Regions from separate parts of the Drosophila melanogaster genome. Here region 2 is linked to region 1. Evidence: chromatin contacts called from public targeted proximity ligation data. All regions are on one chromosome and are shown on one strand. The core of a region is the stretch at or near the end of the contact, and the rest is flanking DNA. Distances in the headings are between cores, read along the strand shown. Region 1 holds the start of Prps (Phosphoribosyl pyrophosphate synthetase). Region 2 holds the start of Ae2 (Anion exchanger 2).

Region 1 (5,662 bases), core at 142-2,641:
ATAACTATTTAATCATATTAAAACCTATTAAACATTTTAAGGAGGAGTCTTCTTCTTAACATTGGTCCTCCAATTATGTCCACTGGATGACATGATGACTTTGTTTCCCTGAAGGCGACATATCAGAATCTGGGAATCTTAACCGACACATTTTCCTAACTCGTTTCGATAATACAAATGAAAAGAAACAAAAGCAAAATCTACATAAAAATAACCATATTTACAAACTACTTTCCTAATAAATTCAGCTAAGCCCCATACACGAAGTACTCATTCTTACCTCTTTGTTGATAAAATCTATTTACGTTACAATGATTGGCTGAATCAATTCCAAAGTTGGTTTTTGTACCATTGGATAAAAAAGCCGCAGCTTTTCCTTGGCACACGTCAAAGGTTATTTTCCATTGCGTCTCTGATCTTGAATACTGAATACATGGCCTTATTATATAATCGAAGTTCTTTTGACCTCAGTAATATGGTTCCATTACGCTCGCCCGCCTTGTCTGCGGTCGGAAATTTGAAACTTGTTTTGCGCCCCATAAACAAAAACAAGAAGTTTAATCTTCTAAGGCGTAGGTCTCTCTTGGCAACAGTCCAAAAATAATAGACAGCCATTAATTATGCGCCATACGATCCTGTGTTTATAATGGTTATACTTGGAAAAGGGGTACACGAAGTGTTACTTTATTCACATTGCAATTTTAAATCAATATGAGAGAACTTTACCTAAAAAATTTTTAAGTGATAAACAATTAAGTGGATTACATTTTCAGCAAACTCTTATTAATAAGTTGAATGTTAACAAAATAAAAATATGATCAAAAAAATTAGAGGGCATATTTCATACCTGAAAAATCATTAAAGTCGACATTCTCTTTTACTGCTCAAATTCACGTTTCGCACAGCTCAATGGCGATCGAGAAAAAAACGTGTCAGCAAAAGCGTGTGGGGAAGTTTTGAGAGCCAACGCAACAACAGTTTTCGGATAAGAAATATACCCAATAGACATTCGGAGACTAATTAAAACGGAAGAGCTTCTTGCTTCTCCAACTCTTTGGACACACGTGTTTGTGCTCCCCTTTTGTGGCGCTCTTTCGCCACAAAACAAAACGAGTGACCGACACAAACAAATATGCCGGTTCTCTTTTACTCTCCCCGATATTCCCTTTCGAAGCATATGTATTATGACTGTGTGAAGAGGGATGCGTTTCCTACCCCATAAAATAACCAGATAACCAAAAGATACATTTATTGTCTTGTAACGTAAGGGTATCCATGCTTCAGCTTGATTAAATCAACTCTCCTCTGCGTTATCTCTTGCTCTCTCGCACCAAACAACTCCATAAACAGAAACTCAACTTCCCTCGCTTAAATTCAATTCAAAAGCGTTCTGATTCATTCAGCTTTTGCATTTTCTGAGCAGCGGCTGCATCCAAGTGAAATCACAAAGTACAAGTTTTTTTCGACCAACTTGTACAAACCGCATCGTTCAGTGATTAATAGTTTGTAGTTTAAAAGTAATTGCGACACTTTGCTACCTCACATGTTTCAAGTAAGTCCAGTATGGTGTACTACTCGATTTTGAAGTGTGCGTGCCTTTGTTTTCGCCTCGACTCAAAACATGCGTCGCATTCGGCACGTGGTTTTTGCCCCACCAACCCGCTATCCACGGCTCCATTATTCCTGTACTTGCAATGCCATTTGCGTCAGTTTTTAGGGATAAAACACGGAGAAGAGTACGTCAGCATTTGGCATTAGTTCATTTATATTTAGCCATGGGCACGAAAATAACAATTTAACAAATCGCAGTGTTTTTCTGCCGCGTTCGTTTGTTCAGCATCCCAGGTACAGTTGCACAAACAACAAGAAAACATCTCGGGGGCAACAAAAGCAAAGACGAGCCCCCGTGAAATGAAAAAGCAAGAACTGTACCTCGGATTTGAGATCTAGAAAACAAAACATTTCTGCTGGTATGTACAAAGTACATAGCAGAGATATTTGCAGAGCAACAATTATCCAGAACCAATTGAAAGCGGCATACAGCACAGATACACAGACAAAAAATAAATTTCTAAGTATGTGCACAAAAAGAGCCGCATGCATATAGGTTTTAAAAGTGGGAAACGCAGCATTAAATGTTTATTATTGTCTCAGATATTTAGGGTTTTTTTATGTTATTATGAATAGGAAAATATATTGACAGTCTTATGGGGCCTTGGAAATTTATTACCCATTGAAATATATATGAAACAATTTTATTGCATATCTGTGTGTTATTAAGAAATTACTGAGTTGTGCAGATGTAATGAAACTAAGCCGCAATTTTGTCTTACTTTAGAAATGAGGTCTGTGATTATTTTATAAAAAAAATTAATACTTATTATTGAAATTTTCGCTCTGTGTGACGTTTTACATATCTAAAATTGCAACATGACGTATTAAAAATTCTATGGAAATTACCTATCGAAAACAGCTGATTCCGAAAAAGAGAGGAAAAGTGCGTCCCGAAAGCTTTTCCTTGTGGCATCAACTTAACTGCGCATCATCCCATCCTTGGCGCTCTCTTGCGCTCTCTCGTAAAATATGGGTGTGTGTGTGTGTGGGCAGCCGGTGCGTATGTGTAATAGAAGCATACGCCATGTTGTACGGCGCTCAGTTCCATTCGCTCGCTCAATTTCGCCAGATGCGGCGCTCTGCGGCTGCTAATCCCAATCTCCCATTGTCGCTGAAACAGTGCACTTTTCACCTTACCTGGCGCAGAACAGCTGAGTGCGTCTTGTTATTAAACGGGTTGTTCAATCAAATAGTCGGCGCTTACCTGTCGCAGAACCTTCATCTCGGGATTTGTTTTGTGAATAATGCCCGATAAGAAATGCACGGAGAACGAGCAGAATGGTGCGTAGATTATATCCTAGAATTCACATTCCTTTCATTTCTGTCCGCGTGTGTGTGTGTGGTGCTAGGTTTTCATGGCCAACTGAGGGACATCCGTGGAACAGCTGTTTACCTCAGCCTTAAAAGCTTTTTTTTTGGCGCGCGCCTGTTGGCATGCCAGCATATTTTATATGTTAAAAGAAAACTCATAGATTTTACGGGTGTGACAACAAGCTGTTTATCTATCGAATATAATCAGTGTCAATTTGCAATTTATATTTATTCTTTTTCATGTTCATATGTAAATTTAATAGCAAACCGAGCCAAAATATTATAAATATAAAATTATTTGCAATGAAATAGGTAAATCCTTGCTTTTTGAAAGGCTAATATTGTAATAGTGCAATCCCATTAACTTGTTTAGATTTATACTGAGAAACACACTAGGAAATTCGAATTGATTAATGAAAATATTTAAAATTATAAAAACCTATCGCACCGCTTTAGTAGTCCGGAATCGAAATCGATAGCTTTCCAGTTCCCTGGAGAACGCGTAGAAAAATCACATGGTCTGGATGGGAATGGGGGATAATTGGGGTGGCTTTACAGAAAGAGCGAGCGAAAGAGAGCGCAGTGCGCAGCAAAAAGCTTCGTTGCTCTCTTTTACGCTCTTGCTTTCTCACCGATAAGGCGACGACGTCGACGTCGCTGCCCGCGTTTTGGCGAAAAAAATTTATAATAAAAACTTCTACTCATAGATTGTGTGATGCCAGTTCGCTCTGCTAATCCGATACGCGCTAGAAGTTTGATCCGAGACAATTTGGAGAAACAGGCTGGTTGTCTAAATTTAATCCACTCCAGAATGCCGAACATCAAAGTGTTTTCGGGCACCTCGCATCCGGATTTGGCCCAGCGGATAGTCGATCGCCTGGGAATCGATCTCGGCAAGGTGGTTACGAAGAAGTTCAGCAACTTGGAGACCTGGTGAGTAGTCCTGCAGGAGAATTTCCTTCGCAAATTGCGTGTGTGACCACCAACAAGTGTTTAACGACAACGGACAAATGTGTTTTTAAAGTGCGCTAATTGAGTTTGACGAAAAAGTGTTTGGTCTGCAAACACATGTGCTCAAAAGGTCCTTGACATTCGCTGAAGGTTGCTGGCGTTTCGCTGCCACAATCAACAATGGGAATCTATGGGAATTTGTGATTACCTAAAACTGAATGATTTTTCCTGAATTTTTGTGGCCTGCCTTTGGCTTGATTTCTTTTTATTTTTATTGATTTAACAAGTGGACTGTACACCGTCTTTGTCGCTATAGCCGTGCGTCTGTGTGTTTGTGTGTGTTTAGTGGCGTTGTGCTGGTATGAGTGAGAGTAACACACACACCAACATACACGTGAAGCTTGGCCAATGTCGCGTGCAATTTTCACAAAATTTAAATTAAATTTTTTTAAATCTTCCTAGACAAGAAATGCAAAGAAACCGAAAATGATTTTTATTATATATTTTTAATTAAATTAGCAGCTGTGTGTGCGTGTGTGTGTATGTCTAAACTTGCGGCTTGCACGCTTTTTGCTTCCCTCTCTCTCGCACGCACTCACACAGGCGCAAAACCAGCCAGTCAGCTGCTGATGCAACAACAACAATAAATAACAAATAAAGGCGCCCATAGTTTTTACCCCACCCACTAGCAAGCACCCTTTTCAGTTTATTTGGTGTCAACTTTCCATCGGTTTTTTCCAATTTTAATAAAATTAAACAAAAGCCCCATAAGCAAACAATTAGAGGAGGTGAAAAGGTGAAAGAAACAAACGAGGCAAACGGAAGAAAACCGAAACGAAAATAGAGGTTATAATACGCGCTAAGCTTTCTGACATGATACGCGCTCCGTCGGTGTGCGTGTGTTTTTGTTATGCTCGCACTCACTCGCACGCACACCAAGGTACGCGGCAGCGGAAAGAACTAAAGGCGGAGCAGAGTCGAGGCTAGGATGCCCTGTTCCAGGTGTTATGCTGTACAAGGTAATAGGAGTCGTGTCAACTTACAATTGTTTACAGTCTGATTTCTTATAGCTTGATATTTTATGATCCTAAGAACCAATTGAAGAAAGTACGACGTTCGACGAATAAATCGTAATAAATATTTTGTGAAAAAAGTTTCTTGGTTATAGAGTTAGACATAGTCTTATCTCTAAAAATGCATTATTTTCCAGGTTCCAGTTTTTAACTTTCTAATAATTCTTTACCATTACCGAAAGTTGAGACCCAATTTGGCTTACTCGCTTTTATAGTCGACATACCCGACTAAAGGAGGGTACCAAATGCCTGCGAGTAGAGAACCACAACATGACTCTGTCACGTTTTTCATTTGCTGACTGAACGGAGAGTAAGAGAACGCTCTCTTAGGGTGAGAGCGAAAGGGGAGCTTGAGCGCCACACAAGAGTCGGCATACGTTGCAACGTCGACTGCGGCAGCGACGCCCCCGCATGGTGGGCATTTGGACTCTCTTTGGAGCCCATTCTCCCGCTCTCTCTCTCTTGCTCTCAGACTAAGTGTCAGACCCCCACGTGTGCATAGTGGTTGTTGCTCCACTGTTGTTGTTGCTACAATATTTCTGTTTGCACTTGTCGGCTTTGTTTTTGTTGTTTATCCCATTCTATCACTCTCTGGCATTCTCTAGAAGCAGCGGTCAGAAAATCATGTTGACCGTTAAATGCGCTCTTTTTGCTCCAATTTACACTAGGTGTTGTTGTTATTGTTGCGGCTGGTGTAACGGTTGAACTTTTGC
Region 2 (6,051 bases), core at 2,153-4,652, 67 kb before region 1:
TAAACCCTAATCAATTACATTTCCTAGAGTTTGCTTCTTTTTTATTTTTTTTTTTTGCCGATAAACTCGATACTCGTCAGGTGTTTTAAAAATACGATCTGTTTTCTCTACAGTGTGTATATGACTTTCTTCAGAAATTGCGTTTCTTAGTCGCAACGAAGTCGGCACATATTTATTTTCTTGGGTTTTGTAAATCACACACCGATATCAATGTACAGACATGGGCGTAACAAATGGGGATCTAGTTTCTTTATCGTATCCAGAACGAACCGATGCGCTTTTGACTGATTAACCAATTGTTGTCGGTGACTTTGTTCTGATGATTCATGTGCATTTTTAAGCGTGACGAAATGGGATGCCTTATCTTAAGGGTGTTCTCGTACGATAATAAGTACCGAATGTTGCGCAACAATTCGGTTAAGGTTTTATGATTTTGTTTATAACTTAAAGTTTAAGTAGGCGTTGCTGACTATTTGTCGTTCCATTAATTAGGAACAAAGTAAACAAAACAAATAAAATGCACATAATGTTGAACATTAGTATAAATTCATTTAAAGTATTATATTGTCCAATTCTTAGTTTCATATTGCATTTATTTCAGTTTAATTTAATGCTGATTTGTTTATTTTCTTTTTTTTTTTTTGAAACGTAATGAAAGGTGATTGCTTTACGTACTCCCTTGCTTTTACCGGGTACCGGATTCTTTCCGAACATCAGCTTTTGTTATTAAATACTTCAATTTGCTTGCCCCAGCAAATATTCTGTGTACCGTTCGCAGGAACAATAAATACTACTCTCGAAACACGCAAAATTACAACAACAGATTCACCACAAGTTGTGTAAACAAAAGTGCAGAGCAACAATTATAGCTACTGCAGAAGGGGCAATAACAATAAAACCCAACTTTAAGCGTCATGATACATTTTGGTTAAATATCAGGCAAGAACCCCACAAAATGCAAAAACAGCAAAAAAAAAAAAACACAGAAATAAAGAAAATAACCAGCCAAGTTGAGATAAACAAATTCTAGTTAACATTGTGTGTTTATCGTGTGCGGGTCGCGACTGCAGCATAGATGTTGCAAAAGGGGTGGTGGGGGAGGGGCGGTCCGGGGAAAGCCAAATTATTGAGCCATTACTCACCAGCTGAAACCCCAGAGTGGTAACAAGGGGCGGGGGAGGTGTTTTGGTTGTAGCAGCGGGGGCGTTTAGAGCAAGAGGGCGCCAAGCACAAATATCTTTCAACACAGCGACAAAATAGGAACAGCATCGAAGTTGGCTACTCATTGAGTATTCTCGACACTGTTAGAAGTCCTTATCAGCGGCATTCCACGATAACTTTGGAATATAAAAATAAATTAAGACGACCACGCTATAAATAAAACAATATAAAAAAGTTTGCATTTCTGCAAGGGAATCTTCAAATCTCTAGGAATTTTAAAAATTCTTTGAATTACTATTTACTATTACACTAGAACTTTTCACCAATAGGTATAGAACTTATGAGAATTGAGAATCTGGAGATATTTCTGATAACTATAAACATTCCTTATTATTTTGTATACATTTTATAGAACTTATTTTTCAAATACTTAAGATGGACGACTGCTACCTCCGTTTCTTCCAGTGCAGGCGGGAAAGTGCAACAGCGATTCACGTGCTGTGCAAAATGGATGGGCGTGGTGTCGGTGGGGGGGGGGGGGGGGGTTGCGTCCAACGGGGGACTTGGAGCACACTCAGTGCTGATAGCAGAAATTCCCCCAAAAGTAGAGTTTTCGTGCTTTCTGCCGCTGTTGTTTCTCTTGTTGTTTGCGGAAATTTGCATAAAAAGCAGACAAACTTAGCATAAAGCGCCGCGGGGAGCAGAAGACAAACAGTCGGTGATGGAGGAGGAGAAAGGGGCGCAGAAAGGAAAGAAAGGGGAGAAATGGTGGAACGGGGAAAAGAGAACGTAGCGCTACGTGCCCGGTACAACTGAAACTGTGTTAGCTTGTCGAACAAAACCAACCATAACAACAACAAAAAAAAAAACGGCAAAAATCAAGAACACAAAGGAAAAAATCCCACACCGCCCCTGGCCAAAGATCCAAAATAGAACCAGTTTCCAAAGTTTCGCAGTCACATGCTGCAGTTGCTCTCGGACTTGACTTGATTTATTTCCTCTGGCTGCTTAATAATTTGTCCGACAGCAATTGAGAAACCGGGCCGAAAAGTTCTTAGCCAACAGCCGGCTAGCAAACAGTAAGTATTTAAACAATATTTAGTTCCGTAATTGTTTTCGGCGCCGAGTAAATTTCGAATTTTCTTTGACACTTTTCCAACTGCGAAAAAGCCCAGTAAATGTTTATTCTTACACAGAAAAGACTCAGCTACGGTTTTGCATAATTATGTAAGGTCCTAGATATCACATTACTTTAGGCCTTTGGTTGCGCAAATTATTTTAAAAGTGATAAGTAGCCTTTTACACAACTTTGTGAATAACAAAAAAATTTTATTTTTAATAATTTTAGACGCATTTCATTAATACTCTTAGCTTTTCAAAAAAAAAAAGCCTTCAAGTGATCAAATTTTTTCTTTCGGTGTGTGGGAAATGCGACAGAAAGTCAAAATATCCACAATTCAAAGATCTTTTTCGCACAAAAATAGCCGCAGACAGAAGAGCAAAAACAACAATAAAGGCAGACCGAAGTGAATTTTATAATTGACACGTACTTGAAGTATTCTTCTACTTTTTACTATTTTTTTTTTTTTACCTTTTACTCGGCCACGGGCGCCAACAACAACAAATGCGACCACTGATGACGTCGCCGCTTGGCGAAATTCGAAAATTTTCCACTGTGCCTCACACACAGCTTGTTGATTAGCATAAAGGGTTTTTCTTTAACCTTGATCTTGCGGAGTCAACTTCCTCGTATATGTTTTTTTCTTAGTTTTTTAAATTTAGTTTTAGTTTACGCGGCGCTGACAACAAACGTATCAAACGGAGAAAGAGCGGGAGAGCGATATATTTTTGGGGGCGAGACACACACACACACACTCGCGCTGGCTGGAGAAGGAGAAAGAACGCGGGAGCGAACGCGTCGATAAAAACAACAGACGATAAAGCAGAGGGCAATGGAGAAACACAATAAAATTGGCAGGAAAGAGCAACAATAACAACGGCGCTTTTTTTTTTGTTGTTGTTGCTATTGTTGCGTGTGCGCACGTTGGTGGTGGAACCTTTTGTATATTTTGCTATACTTTTTACTCTGTATTTTCTTATATTTTCGCGTACGGTTTACCACTTTCTGTGTTTCGTCGCAAACTTGAACTTGGCGAGCTCTAAAAATATTGTCCGCCTTTTATCCGCAGTTTCTGCGTTTCCGTCCGAGCAGCAGCACGTTTCCGAACGTAATGATTTACAGTTCCTGCCGCAGCACGTTTTTAACCGAAGCGATCGACGGCGAATTTGGCGGCGAAGAGAAGAGAGTTTTGAACTGGTTTCTCTTAAATCGATTCTGAAGAGAACTAAACATTTGTCTTTAAAAGATTTGTAGCATGAAATATAAAATTTAATCGAATAGTTATATAATTTTTATAAACTGTTGTTAATCCAAGGCGATCCCGCATTAATCTAAGGTTAAGGATATTCAACATACAAAAGGTATTCGTTAAGCATCTCTATTTTATTAAATAATTTGTTTAAATATGTTGTAATTGTGACTTATTCTTTCTATGTCAGTTTCGGAATGCAATTTTCAAATGTGCTAAAAGTGTTAATTAACTGTTTGTACGCAGGCTGCACTTAACCCTTCAGAGGGACACGTTTCGGACCCCCCCGCTGGATTGCGATTGGGTTGCGTTATCTATTAATATCATTGCGTTTGATTTGTTATCTAAAAATAAATAGCACTGGCTGGAAGTGCCAATATTAGCCCAGCAATTCACGCAATGCAAATTGGCCGACTGCGACGCTCTAATTGACTGATTTGCATTTGAAATGAAAGGCGACAATCGGAATCGATCGCTTTTGGGTTTTGTTGGGAACTTGTACAATGTGACACTTGTTGAACGCCGATCGACGGGCCATAATTTTTACCAACGTCTACATGTCGAATAATTTTGATTGCGGGCTTATACTTGAAAATTTATGACGTTCAATTGTGCCAAATAATGATTAAAACCCGCCAGCATATGGGTGTTAACTTTTGGGGCGAGTTAGCAATGATAAGGGCAAATACAAAGCTTTCCAATGAGAAGAGGACTTTCCAGTGGGGCTTTTCCGATAGCTGCATACGTCAGAGAGTTCAATTAGTTGTGAAAATATTCATTTTATATTGATTGTCACAATTCACAGGCACTCGATAATTGATCCGAAATGTGGTGCGAAATTGTTGTCATTTCAACAAATTAATTATGGTCTATTTGACGGCTATTTCGATCGGCTGGCGATAGGAAAATTTATGGTCAAGCCGCAGGGCTTTGTTGAATAAGGCACTATAAATATAATGTCAAGAGTGGCCGCACTTCACCCTTTCACGCAATTCGCACGATTAAAAGTCCATTAGTTGATAAGCGAAAAAACTTACTCATACGCTAAAGAAGCGCGAAAAGCCCAGCTGGACCGTCTAAGGGTTAAGCCAAGGAGCCTAAATGGAGACTACGATAATTGCGAGCCAAAGTGGAAGCCTGAAAGTAGGCAACATTGAACGATAACAAGCGTTTTAGCCTTGCAAGCGGAAATAGGTAAACAATGAGAAAACTCACTCAAGCATTGAGTGCTTTTTCAGCGCAGGCGTCGCTGTCGTGGTGAAAAGCTCCAATTGCCTTGAGTTGTCCCAAAACTGTTGCTATCAGCTGTTGTTGTTGTTGTTGGCGCTGCTGCATTGCTGGACTTCGGACTGCATCTTCATTTTATCATTTGATTTACCTTGCAAAACTTCAACAATGCTCACTTCCGCCGCCCAAAAGCGAACTATCGGAATGTTCACCTGCAAGCTCTGCCATTTCTGTTTGTATTTGAGTTATGCCGTGGGGGATTCAGGTGGTGCAGGGGGTGGAAAAGCGGGCGGGAGCAAATGCCCAAGGGTTTATGTGAAACTATCTTTTTTCAATTTCCCCCCTCGACTACTGCCCGCTTCGCCTGCAAATACTGCCCACATAAAGCGGAAATGGAAGTTTTGTAAATGTTTTCTTTTGTATTTCTTTGCAGTTACCCATATGCCCGCTGTCGTGCACTGCGAGAAAATTAGAGAATTTCAATAGATGTATTGTAGATAAGAGGTTGTTTACGTTCTGGTATAAATCAATATGTTAATATCTAACCATAATACCTTTTAAGCTTAATAGTTTAAGTTTTTAAGTTTATTATTAAGCATACTATTATAATTATTATTATACAGGATTTTTATTGCTGTTTAAAAAGAAATTTAAAGAAATTTAAAAAGAAGTATATGGTATTAGCTTAAAACAAAGTGTACCAGTTCAACTAATGGCAAAACGCATGGAGTTAATTCTATATCTAATTATAAATTACACTTAAATCAATAATGTTCCACTAAAACTACATATATTGGCCAAATTGTTACAAATAACCCGACATTATGATATTTTCTCCGCCTGCAGTCAGCACAAACACAAACGCAACACGGCGCCTTTGAAAGATGAGCGAAAATGGATCTAGTAGTAATAGGAGAGTGTGGTGAACGGTGAATGGGGCAGTGAATGGTGGGTGGTGCCTCGTTGGGCGCGTTGGGTGGCTGTTGGTGGTTGGGCGTAGAAAGTTGACTGGAGTGATGATGGGTGGTGTGTGAAGAGCCACATGGCCAGCAACTCGTGCACTTTAGTTTTTGGCTTGCAAGTGTTGTTCCTATTTTTTTATGACACTTGACGCTCAGCCAAGCCATTCGGTGGGTGGTTCATCGGATCCAATTCTGCTTAGTGGGCGGTGGTTGGCGGAGTGGGTTGGTTGTTATGGGCTGATGCCGAACCCCTGAGCTGCTGGTTGGCAACGTTTTCCGTCATTGTTCGGTTTCCTTGTGCACCTTTTGCCTGCACGGCGGCTTCATTCGGT

The links.
Region 2: a targeted proximity ligation map of the Kc167 cell line shows a contact between it and region 1, with 3 times the contacts expected there. A contact is called at or near these places in 13 of 107 Hi-C or Micro-C datasets (the Clone 8 cell line, the Kc167 cell line, the OSC cell line and 4 more) and 1 of 7 datasets of targeted methods (the Kc167 cell line).

What each region holds. Positions count from the first base shown.
Region 1 is chr3L:9,692,429-9,698,090 of dm6, reverse strand. Prps (Phosphoribosyl pyrophosphate synthetase) reads left to right here and starts at 1,391. Exons shown (of 7, transcript NM_140088.3): 1 at 1,391-1,552; 2 at 3,633-3,858. The coding sequence starts at 3,641. It also overlaps asRNA:CR45804 and asRNA:CR45121.
Region 2 is chr3L:9,760,895-9,766,945 of dm6, reverse strand. Ae2 (Anion exchanger 2) reads right to left here and starts at 3,402. Exons shown (of 13, transcript NM_206312.3): 1 at 3,247-3,402. lncRNA:CR45407 (long non-coding RNA:CR45407) reads right to left here and starts at 6,046. Exons shown (of 1, transcript NR_124840.1): 1 at 5,592-6,046.